2 separate regions of the Mus musculus genome follow, and region 1 is linked to region 2. Evidence: chromatin contacts called from public Hi-C data. All regions are on one chromosome and are shown on one strand. The core of a region is the stretch at or near the end of the contact, and the rest is flanking DNA. Distances in the headings are between cores, read along the strand shown. Region 1 overlaps Aff3 (AF4/FMR2 family, member 3). Region 2 overlaps Aff3 (AF4/FMR2 family, member 3).

Evidence for each region. A called contact is a pair of places that touch in the nucleus more often than the background predicts.
Region 1: a Hi-C map of cortical neurons shows a contact between it and region 2, with 3 times the contacts expected there. The contact joins two enhancer-like sites. A contact is called at or near these places in 3 of 484 Hi-C or Micro-C datasets (cortical neurons, nephron progenitors and uterus).

Annotation. Positions count from the first base shown.
Region 1 is chr1:38,509,855-38,515,647 of GRCm38.p6, reverse strand. The region is part of intron 4 of Aff3 (AF4/FMR2 family, member 3); the gene reads left to right. Among named protein-coding and RNA genes, the nearest start is that of Aff3, 110 kb to the left of the region's middle. Within about 2 kb of position 3,322, at least 40 of the 459 cell types and tissues checked have an H3K27ac peak or open chromatin away from gene starts, as enhancers often do. A contact at or near this core is called in cortical neurons, where this site is marked.
Region 2 is chr1:38,199,056-38,204,943 of GRCm38.p6, reverse strand. Aff3 (AF4/FMR2 family, member 3) reads left to right here. Exons shown (of 22, transcript NM_001290814.1): 14 at 1-54; 15 at 1,006-1,133. Among named protein-coding and RNA genes, the nearest start is that of Gm16150, 17 kb to the left of the region's middle. Within about 2 kb of position 4,518, at least 40 of the 459 cell types and tissues checked have an H3K27ac peak or open chromatin away from gene starts, as enhancers often do. A contact at or near this core is called in cortical neurons, where this site is marked.

The DNA.
Region 1 (5,793 bases), core at 2,073-4,572, 310 kb before region 2:
CTTGGATTGGTTCACACGGCATGCATTTCCCAAGGGTGGGTACTGAGGGGTGGAGGGAGTGAGGGGGGAGGGTGGGGGGAAGGGGCAAGGCACCTTCTTTCTTCCTTGCTTTCATCTTTTGTATGGAATCCAGCTCTGAGCGTGCAGGTGCTCCCTAACTGGGGAGTGAATGAGATAGCAACACTGTGGCGAAATCACATGTTCTTTGCAGAAAAGGTCCACAATGTTTTACAAGGGAACACTATCTGACCGGAGATTGAAGAAAAAAAAAGTGTACATTTTCTGTCGTTCCTAACAGGGCATTGAACGAAATAGCAACACTGTAGCAAAATCACACATCCGTTCTTTGCATAAAAGGTCTACAATGTTTTACAAGAGAACATGATCCAATTGGAGATTGAGAAAATTGTACATTTTCGGTTGTGCATCCTGTCAGAGTTCTGGCTGGACATTAAGTTCTTAAACACCAGAGAATCTGTTTTTTGAAACATACATGTATTCAAGAGTGAGATCATGGAGAAAATCCCTCCTGTTGGGGTAGCAGATGATAGCGGCCAGTTGTAGCCCTCTGAGTATTCAAATTTGAAATCCTATAATTTCATTAAGGAGACAGTTTTCATTTCCTGACATTTTGGCTATTAAGGGTTTTTTAAGATAAATGCCCAGTCACACATAAATGAAAGTGTTAACATTCTGACTCCAGCTAAACTGGAAAGTTAAAATTAAACGTTCAAGGAGCCCACACAACCCTGAGGCCCCAGCTAGATTGCAGACTAATCCCAATGGGAAGGTCTGTGGATGGATCTCGGCAGCATTAGCTCAAAATAGCAGCCCTGAGTATAGCCCTGTGTTTCTGGAATCCTTGTAGGTGAAAGAGCGATCTGGCAGGGAGCTCTTCTACTGCCTCTCCTTTCTGGGGTGTGCTCTCTTGCTAAGTAAGGTCTCTAGGACTTGCACTTTCATCAGGTGCCCGAGAGATGCATTACAAGCCAAGTAAGGCTCTCCATCCTCCTTCCTTTGAGGGTTAATGGTTTAAACATTAATGACTACACAGGATCAGGCTATCAGAAGGGAACTCAGCCTCTCCAGCAACATTAAAATAGATGAACAAACATAAAGGAGGAGGTCGCTGGACCTCTTTATGCCTTTGACCCCTGGCGGTTGTATTGAGGGTCACCGATTGAGACACACGGCTGTGAAGCTACTTGGAGCAAAGCCCGTGTGATTGTATTGGCAATGGTCACCCTTTTTGTGCACCAGTGACCTAACTCGATTGAAAGCCTCTGTGGACATGGTGTCTTCTTTCACACCATCCTCCCGCCCCTGGCAGAGCATCTTCCTTACTACCCGTTCTTCTGCAAGTGCTCCAGTATCCCAGTGGCTGCTCAGCAGCTCAGTTTCCACTTGGGACAATGCAGTTCTCACCGAGAAATCTACCACTTAAATACCAGCCACCCTCAACACACTACACTTGCATATGGTTGGTGGTGGGAGTGTTTCCAGTCTGAGGTTAATTTTAATTCTAAAACTCTGTGGTGTTTAAGCATAAAGATCACAACCGTGGGCCTTCCCTCTCCAAAGCCTCTCATAACACATGATGAGGCATGTCATACATGCTTAGGTATTGGAGGTCTTAGGAGATCGTAGGCCATCTTGAGCAGGCTTGATCGTGCATTTTCATGTCAGGGTTACCTTACTTACATCTCTGGATGTCTGTTTTGTATGTAAAACAGCATCACAGGTCATTGTTTAGAATGCATTTAGAACTACATTATATTGGAATATACATGTTTTAATCTATTTTCTTGTTGTAAACCATAGTAGTGGTCATTCAGTACTCTATCTATCTATCTATCTATCTATATATCATTGACCACTTTGGAGAGGAAAATCGATTTCAAGTGTTAGATAGGACATAGTCTAAGTAAGATATAATGCTAGTAGTCTAAACTCCAACCTTCCACCAACCAGTACAGTCCTTTAGAAAGAATAGACTGTGGCCCAGTGCCCGCTGCTGCCCAGTGCCCTGAGGCTTCTCGAGCAGGGCAGGAAGAAGCTCTGTGAAGCAGAGGCTGAAGGATACGTCTGAGAGCTGAGGGCTGGCAATCAAATCAGGAAACCTAGCGCACCCCTTAGCTTCTTTTCATTTTTCCAATTTCATTAGAGAACAGTTTGCATATTTAAAAAAAAAAGACAAGTGATCCTAGCGGAAGAACATGAAGAATATTTCTATAGTGAAGGTACCTGTGAATCCATCACCCAGATTAAGCGCTGTGTATGACTGCTTGGAGCCGCCCTCCGGAGACCTTCCTGCTGGGGAACACTCCTGGCCAAGTGACTTCTAAAAGCAAAGTTATTTTTGCCCATTTTTGTTCTACTTTGTATGAATAGTTGTTTGGCTTAGTTGTTGTGAGCGTCATCCTCGTTGTATGAAATCAGAGGTTTTTCTTTCTCACGGCGGCAGGGCTTTCCATCAACCCACCCTTATCCATCAGTTTTTACCGTTTCATTAATTTTATTTCTTTGATTTAACTTCACACCAATTTACCTCTGCAGAGGTCAGGTGTCAGTCCTTTTATTGCGTGTGCCATGCAGCCATTTAACACATGGATAAATGAGGCAGCAATAAATTTAGCAAATTTTATGAGTGAGAGAAACACGTAGCACATTTTCATTATTTGAGAGAGGTCGCGTTTGTGGCTGTCCACCGCGACTCTAAATATGGAAGGGGAGAGTGCATTTGGTAGGATGCCAAGACAAATGTAGTTGCAAGATGATGACAGAAATGCGTTGAATTCAGGTTTGGACTTTGCCTTGCACGCTGCTGTCGATTGGGTGATATTTTTAAGGTTGCATTCTCCAGCACAAAAGGTAAATGTGCTTGGGCTGCCTGGGATAAATTTTCTAGTATGTAAATACCCCACATCTGTGCATTTGTTTTGCTGTGGACATAACCAGCAAGAGTTTAGTGATGAAATCTGTTCTTAATTACGAGAGCAGCTGTTAGAGTGGTAGCCATTTCCCCTTCTCCTGATGGGAAGTTGCTTGATTTACTCGATTCTGCCTGCATTTTTCTAGCTTGCTAGTGCAGAAAGGGGCCTTTTTGTGAGAGGTTGCAATTTGTTTTTCTGTCGGAGAGCCAGTGCAAATGGACTAGATCTACACAGCAGGGTAGTTTTATCTATTCTCCTCACACCCTGCAAGCTGTCCTACCTCTGCGCATCACCAGAGACCTATAAAATCACCCAACAAATGAGGGAGCTGTTAAGTGTTCTGGCAAGACACTCAGGCAGCCAGCAGCTCTGTGGGTTAACTAGATCCTTCTGATGGACGGGGGCTTGCTGGGGTGGGCAGAGTGGGATGGAGTAGACGGAACACAGATGGTATTAATGTACGTTTTGTTTTTAGGTTTGTGGATTGATTAATATGCCTCTTTCTGTTCAGTTGTTTTTACAGCCATAGAAGCATAGCATATTTATGGTCATGTAATTTGCCCAAACAAAGCGAAATATATTCAAATAATCCTGCAGGCTGGTTCAAATGCAACCTTAATGGCTAGCCCAGGCTTCCATGAGAGGAGACTATCTATATTTCCTATAGATATTTCATAGCATATAAAATAAAGATCTTACATGAAACTAGAAATGGAATCTGAGCGATGATGGTCTCCTTTTGTATTAACATTTTCTACTCCAGATTGAATTCAAAAGCCTTGGCGATTCCTTTTTTTTCTTTTTTTTTTTTTTTAATGGAGAAATCAATAGACTGTTCTGTTGAAAGTGATTGTTTCTCATATTTCAACTCTGGAGACACGGTGCATTCGCTCGCTCTCTGCCATCTCTGTTCCTACCCTGGCTGCTTCCCGCAGCTTGCTGTTCTGAAATTAAGAGATGCTGCTGATGCTGGTACATAAAACTAAAGAGCAAGAGACCAAGGCAAAGATGCAAAACAAAGCGGCTCCTTGGGAGGGAAACATTCCATACAGCGTTTCATTTTGCAGAAAGAAGAAGCAGCCCTCTTTCTCCCACTTGAAAGCAGTATCTGCTCGGCCTGTAGAAGTGGGTTTATTTCAAACTGAGTGAAGTAAGAGCTAATGTCATTCAGATTAATTTAGATGCTCTCCCAACACTCTGAAGAGGCAAGTTAGTTAGTGCCCTGGAACAGCACAGCCCTCTGAAATCCAAGTCCCTGGGAGCGTTCTTCCCTTTCTTACTTTAAATCCAGACCACTTATTTATCCAAGTTGGTTATTCTCCTAAAAAGCTGGTGTGTGCAAAGAATTCAAGGAAAAGAAACGTTTTCCCACCTGAGCTTCCTGAATGCTCACACACTATGCCTCTGGCACTTTGAAGTCAGAAGGGAGCAGGGGGCAGGGCCTGGGGCTCTGAAGCTGTCTCGTGAGGTGATGAATAACTCCAGGCCTTTGAAGGTCAAGTCTCTGCTTGGTTAGCAGGGGTGTTGTTGAGTATTTGATGCTGTTCCAGGACATATTTATAATAATAATAGTGATCATAATAACAGACATTAATAATTCCCCTGTGATCGGCAAGTGAATCATATCATCGTACTGGAAGGGAGAAGCAGAGATGATCAAGATATATATATATGGGAATCATCTTTCATATAAATAATTGAAAAGCCACAAACCATCCAGCGGCGAATGAGACAGACAAGACAGATGTATACAGTAGGCTGCAGCCTGCCTTGTCTCTGCCATTGGGGTGGTGATGGTTTAGGGTTGGATGAAGCTGACCCCTTCACAGAGAACCAAATGGCCACGCACTCACACTTGAGATTGAGCGGAACTTAGAGTCCACTGGCTACATTGCTAACTTCTTAGGACTGAAGTTTGATCAGCCACTCACATAAAGATAATCCTTCGAAGGTGAGACTCTCCTGTATGTTAAGCTGTTTGTGGGTTTCCCTTGCATGCTTGTGTATGAGTATCACACATTATACAAAGATTATGCCCTGTACTTCAGGAAATGACGGTCTCCTCTGTTTAACTCAAAAGATTTCCTTTGGCCCATCTTGCTTTTGAGTATTATTTTCAGTGTGGGTTCTTCTTTTGGGTGTTTGTTTTCTTTACGTTGTGTTGTCTGTTTAAAGGCCTCTTCCTCCCAACCCTTTCTCCCCTCTCTCCTTTCCTCACTCCACCCCCTTTATATATATCAGATAAATTCAGTACTAAGTCTAAAATGGGAGGGAGGCTGGAAACTGTGGCCTAGAGAACATTTTCAGTAGTTAGCACATCAGAATGAAATTCAGAAGTTAAAGTTGAATTGTAGTTTTTCTCCTTCTGGTTTGGTTGCCTTAGAACCTCAAACTGAGTTCTGGAAGGTGCTTGCTGGATCTTGTTCCACCTTTGCTAACGCACGTGTGACTTCATTGATTTGATGTAGAGTGGTAGGTGGAGCTCACAGCTTTGAGGCATACATCCATATCCTGGCCTCTGAACTGGGAAAGAAAACCCAGCAAACAGACAAATGAGCAGTGAAAAGTACTGGCATAGTTTGTCTTCTCAATGATTCTGAAGCCTTCAATCCAAAGGGTCTGATAAAGTCAGTGCACAGATTCACAATAGAGAATACACATGATTGTTACTGTCACTGTAGTAACGTCTAATGACACCTGCAAGTTAACTTGGGAAATAATACAGATACACATTGTTATTCATGTCTTTAAAAACTTTGTTCTCAAATTAAAGGCAAATAGCAAACCAGAAAAAGAATTAGAAACCACCATGTAATAGTGTTTAAAACGTAAGATACTGTTCTCTACTAACTTGGGCAGG
Region 2 (5,888 bases), core at 3,269-5,768:
AACAAAGAGCCAAAGGCTGAGAGTCAGCTGCAGACGATTGCTGGGGACCTCACGGTTTGTCAAGGCCCTTTCTTTCTAAATAAACCCAGTGAAACTGAGCCCGCCACTCTGTCCCTAGCCTAGAAATCCAGATTCTCACGGGGACTGTGGCAGCAGCACACACCTGTGATCCTAGCATTCAGCAGGCTGAGGTAGTTCAAAATCAGCCCAGATTTATATATTAAGACCTTATCTGGAGAGAGACAGAGACAGAGACAGACAGAGAGACACAGACAGGGAAACACAGAGAGAGGGGGGGGGAGAGAGAGAGAATCCTTAAACCCTACCCTAGATCTACTAAAGGAGAAGCTAAGTCAGCGATCTGTTTTAGCAGGCTTCCATATGATTCTGTTATGTATCTAAATTGGGAAAAATACAAGCCCAGGTCCTCCACCCATGGTTACTATTTGAACTTGAGAAAGTTGCCTAACCCACCCAGTCTTTTCTCCCATCCATGGAAGGAGCATAAGACACCCTTTTTTATATTACCGTGAGAACAGAATTGACAACGGTGCAGAAGTCCTCAGCTTGATCCCTAGACATGCACAGGCTGAGCATCCCTAAGCCACAGGGTTCCAAGATCTGAAACTTGCTGAACACCAACATAATTCTAATTCTGCAATCGGGTCATTCCACACCTGACTTCCTCCTAGGATAGATTCACAAAACTGTTTTAAAACATACAGCATACAATTGTTTTAATGTATATCTAATCACTACATGCGTGGGGAGAAAAACAGACGAGTTTCATACTTAGACTTGGGTTCTACCTCCCAAAAAAAATCACTTGTGGTCCCCAGTATTTTGGATAAAAAAATACACAACCTGTTACTTTTTCTTTATTGAAACAAAATCACCATCATGTCTAGTACAGAGCAGAGTGATATTCTCTGGGTTAAAAGGTATCTGTCGCTCTCTCGGCCAAGTAGCCATGCCTCAGTGGCTTCTGTCTCATTTTTTATTTAGAAGGCATCTCACAACAGTTCTGAAAATGGCACCCTCCATAGCAAGTCACGGCCCCAGACGGAGCCATGGTCTCCAGGTTCCAATGGCCACAGGGACTGCAAGAGACAGAAACTGATCTTCGATGACATGTAAGTTTTAATATGGTGAGGGGGAAGGACGTAGAAAAAGATCGCTGCCTCCCATTTTTGATGTGGCTATTTGCCCTTGCACGATACGGTCACTTAAATGTCCTTCTCAAAGGAAGCCCTAACTTTGTGGCCACCCCTGGGTAAACAGGATCACCAGGGATAATGGGTTTAGCACCCAAGGCCTCAAGAAACTGAGGCAAACTGAACTGATGGGCCTATTTCTTCTTTAATTATGTATGTATCTGTCTGGGTATGTGTCCATGAGTGTGGGTATTCGTGGATCGCTCGCCCAATGTGGGTTCTGAGACCAAACGCAAGCCCTTTGCAAGAGCAGGGTATACTCTTAACTGCTCAGCTCTCTGTCCAGCCCCCGGTGAGTCTTATTTCTAAGGATATGGATTAAGGGATATCAGATTTACAGAACCAAAAGTGCTTCTTAGGATGGCCAAAGAATAATGTTGATTTACCCCTGAATGCTGTTTTCTGGCAAGATGTGGGTTCTTTGTAACAGCGTAAACAGGCCTGATACAGAACAACCAACCCCACATCATCTGTCCACTTCTACTGCTAAAACCTGAATGCATCTCCCATAGCCAGCACCAGCTCGCAAGGAGAAAGGAGTGGAAGGTGAGTAAGAAGACTGGCCAGCCATGCTCTGGAGACTGAAGATAATTTAGTGTTCCAGGGAGAAAGCAGGTGTCAAGGAGGCAGAAGGTGGAGTTTCATGAGTTCAGCTTGAATCCTGCCTTCAGTTGTTAGCTGACCCAAAAGCATGCAGTACAATGCATGTCCACATGTGGCAGGATAAATGAAGTCTCCAGAAACAGCAGGCAGGAGATTCCTGCCCTCCGGTGGCTTACAGTTCAACTGCAGTGACAGACTATAAGCCAAAAGCCCTCTGAAAGTCAGACTATAACGTGCTCTCAAGATATCCCAGCCCGTTCTCAGAAAGATCAATAATACCAGTGATGACTGCCTCCCTCGTTTGGGGTGCCACACAAGCAGCAACATCTGGGGAACCCCAGGCACCCTGCTGGGATCACAGCCCTGCTCACTGTTTGACAGCCCTCCCTCATCCTCACCCAAGTATAGAATGTGTTGCCTGCTTCTCTGTCAGACCTAAGTCGAGTAGTAATCTTTTACGTATTAATTAGACTTTTATACATTAACCAGGGCACAGAGTTCTAGGGTTGGAAGCCAGATGTGTCATTTAAAAATCACGTGCTAAGGTAACTGAATCTGGGGAGCGAGGGAGGTCTCCCTTCCTCATCTGGTTACTGGAACTGCGTGCCAGCTCCCTGCATGCAGCCTTCCCCTCCCGTCCCCTCAGCTGCTCCAGCACCCACTTTAGTCGCTTTCCCTTTGCTGAGCTCATTGGCCCTTGGGACGGCAGTCAGGTGGTCTCTCTCGGACTTTGTGTGGAAATTGTCCCTGTGAATTTTAGTCATTTTTGAAAACAGACACAATTAGAGTGATAATTAAGGTGATCGTAGCATTTGTGGTTTCGACTCATAGCTGGTAACAGAAGTGTTAGGCACTGGGGTGCCCAAAACACCAAATATTTCTAGTAGATGATATGGGGAGCATAGTAAAGATAAGAAGAAAAAACAAGTATGTATGAGAAAATAAGTTTAATGACTTCCCCAGTGGTCAAAATAGAGGGCTGAGTCAGAAAGAGCAGCCCAATATGTGAAGTTTCTAGAACTTTTTATGAGTGGAAATGTTTCTCGTTATATTCCTTGTCTGTACCAGTGAAGAGGCTGAGCCTGTTGGCAGGCCGTGTAGCTCTGGCTGTTGCCTGTGCTGGGACTGTTTGTTCTCTTAGGGATATGGTAGAATGAAATGGAAAAGCACTCTTCCACACCCCCCTGCATGGAGAGGAGTGTCCACTTACCCCCAAATGATTTGCAATCTCTGTTAGAAAAATAAACACACAACAGAAACAGCCACTGGCCTAAGAAAGCTGTGGGAAGAGTCTAAAAACTCGAAAGGCCAAGAACCAACATTGTCTCTCCCTTTAAGCCATGAAAATAGCTGTCCCTCGAGAGACCAAAGTCACCTAACATGCAAAATGTCTTACACACCCAGCTGCTATATACAAAGCACCTACTATGTGCCAGGTACAGGCAACAGCCAGGATATACTGATGAGTTCATTCTGTTATTCTCCAGAGTCAGAGGAGAGAAGCCCATGGTGGACCAATACAACCACCACTACTGTGACTATGGTCACACCTGCTCCTCTTCCCGCCCCTTCTCTTCCCTCTTAGTTCCTTATCTTAGTTCCCATCAGCTTTTCCTCTTCTTCCCCCTTCATGTGTACTCCCACATCCCCCGTTCTTCCTTCCCTTCTGTCATAATTAGTTCTAACTTGACACATCTGGGAAGAGGAAACCTCAGTTAAGCAACTGTCTCCATAAGAAATGGCCTGAGGCTATGTTTATGGGGCGTTCTCTTGAGTGTCCGTTGGTGTAGGAGCCCAGCCCACTATGGGCAGTACCATCCCTAGGCGAGTGATGCAAATAAACCCTTCCTGCCCTCCCCTTTCCCATTGGATTTTTTCCTCCTCTTTTCCTTCCCTCCTCTCACTTCCTTTTCCTCCTCTCTCACTTCCTTTTCTTCCTCTTTTACCTGACATTTTCTGCCCTGGCAGCTTCCTGGTCAAGAAGGTCCTCAGCCCCTTCCACTTTCTTTGGCTTATCTTCACTGGGGCATCAATGGGGCCTGAGATGAACAGAAAAGCTGCCAGGAGAAGAAAGGGAGGGTGCCAGATCATTAGGGCAGAGCCACTGAGAAGCTGATAGGAAACAACTAGAAAGATCCAAAAAGTAACAGGTGCCACACTCTGGCTTAGTTAGTTTGTTTCATTCCTTGATTTAGTTATTTACTTTGCAACCCAGTCACATCTTCCCCTCTCCCTCTCCTCTGGGTCCTGGCTCTCACCAGACCTCCTCCACCCTTCTCCCCTTCTCCACAGAGGGGGACGACTCCCCTGCACATAGCTTTTTTTAAAAAAGGAAATTCATCCTTTTGTATTATAAATACTGTTAATGGTTGAATAAACATACAATTCAGACAACTGAAGCCACCAGGCTGTCAAGAATGGGTGCTGAATAAATATAGCTGACTTATAAATACCTTTCCCAGGGGAGGGCCTGGATCTTTCCATCTTTCTTTCTTTTCCCATAAACTTGCATGAAAGAGCGCTTAGATTCATGCCTTCCACACCTCACTTCCTATGTTTCTTACCAATTAAGCAGCAGTTAGTGCTCTGAGGATGCAAATGAACTGAAGGGGTTAGCTCTTATTTTAGAACCTGAATCAAGGTCGGCTTGCTCTTGGTAAGCTGCAGGCGCAGACTAGCAGCAGTCTGACAGCCCCTCCTCCCCTGACATTCCACAAAAGCATGAAAAGCAGGGACAATTACTACTCCACAGCCTCAGGAGGAAGGTGGAAAACAGACTTTTCTTTGAAAAGACAGGATCCGAGAATTTATATCAAGGAGCGGCGGTGCTTGGTTCAACCCGCAGCTTAGATGCTGGTCTTATTAGTGCAAAGCAGCGAGCTGTGTATTATTTGGTGTTGTAATTAGTGACAGGGAGCTTTGGCCGGGGAGAATTGAGAGAGATATGGCATGGGAAGCCTCAGTCCAGAAATACTGAATTCATGGAGCTACATGGTGAAAGGCTTGGCTAGGAATGAAGCCCGGCTCCTGCCAGCCGTATTGCTGTGTTAGAAGCCAGTGGGGCTGGAGGCCAGCACTGCCTGCTGCTCTCTGAAGGATGTACTGTCCTCTGCCCGTATTTCCATGGAAGAGGCGGTCACGACCAGAGCACCCAGCCCATCTACCAAATGTCCCATCTGTCCCCATGATGCCAGGAGCAGAAGCAGAGCTAGCTATCCCTCCTGAGCTGAATGAGGGCTCCCTGGAACACGCAGTACTGAAGGCCGTGAGCATGGTAAGTGTGAATGGCAGGAAGGGACTGGGGCTTACCATGTGTAAGGTAATTACATGGCGCACTCTCCTAGCTAAAAGGATTTTAATTTTATAGAGGAAGGGAAGATTCCTGCATATGAGAGGGTGAATCTCCCACAGCATGACTTAATCAAAGGAAACAAGTAGAATGTCTGCATAGGCCCTATTGTCATAGGCAGGGCACTCTGGGGACCTTTCCACAGCACTGCTGTCCTGAGGGAGACCTTGCTGCAGCAAAGCTGGACCCCACCTTTTTGTTCTTAGGGAACTGTTTCCATTGCATATTCAGGTTGGGTCCCTACTTTATTCTGATGGATGGAAAAACAGAAAGGTCGGATGGAAGGAAAAGGATACATCCTTCTCTTACTGAAACCTTCAGGCCCTGCTAAAATCGATTGCTGAAACATCCAACGCAGAGAAGAACAGCAGTGAGATGGATGGTTTTCCATCTCAATAAAAGTTGCTTAAATGATTCAAACCTTGCCTGCCTTAGCCAGCACAGCCTGAGAAAGGTACTCTGAGTGGTGTCAGAAACGCATGCGGCGTAGGGTGCTTCCCCTCTGGAGACACCAAGTTCCAAGCTCCTTAGGATTCCAGTCAGTATCCATCAAAGAACAAAGCTGCGTAGGGATCTTTACTGCTTAAACACTGTCTAGCTGCTTCAACAGGGTGTGTGCAGACAGCAACACCTGGGAGCCCCAGTCTCCTAACATCCCCCACCAACAGTGATGACTGGAAGGGAGCAGGCGGGAGAACACTTGCCTGGCGTGCAGGAAGCTG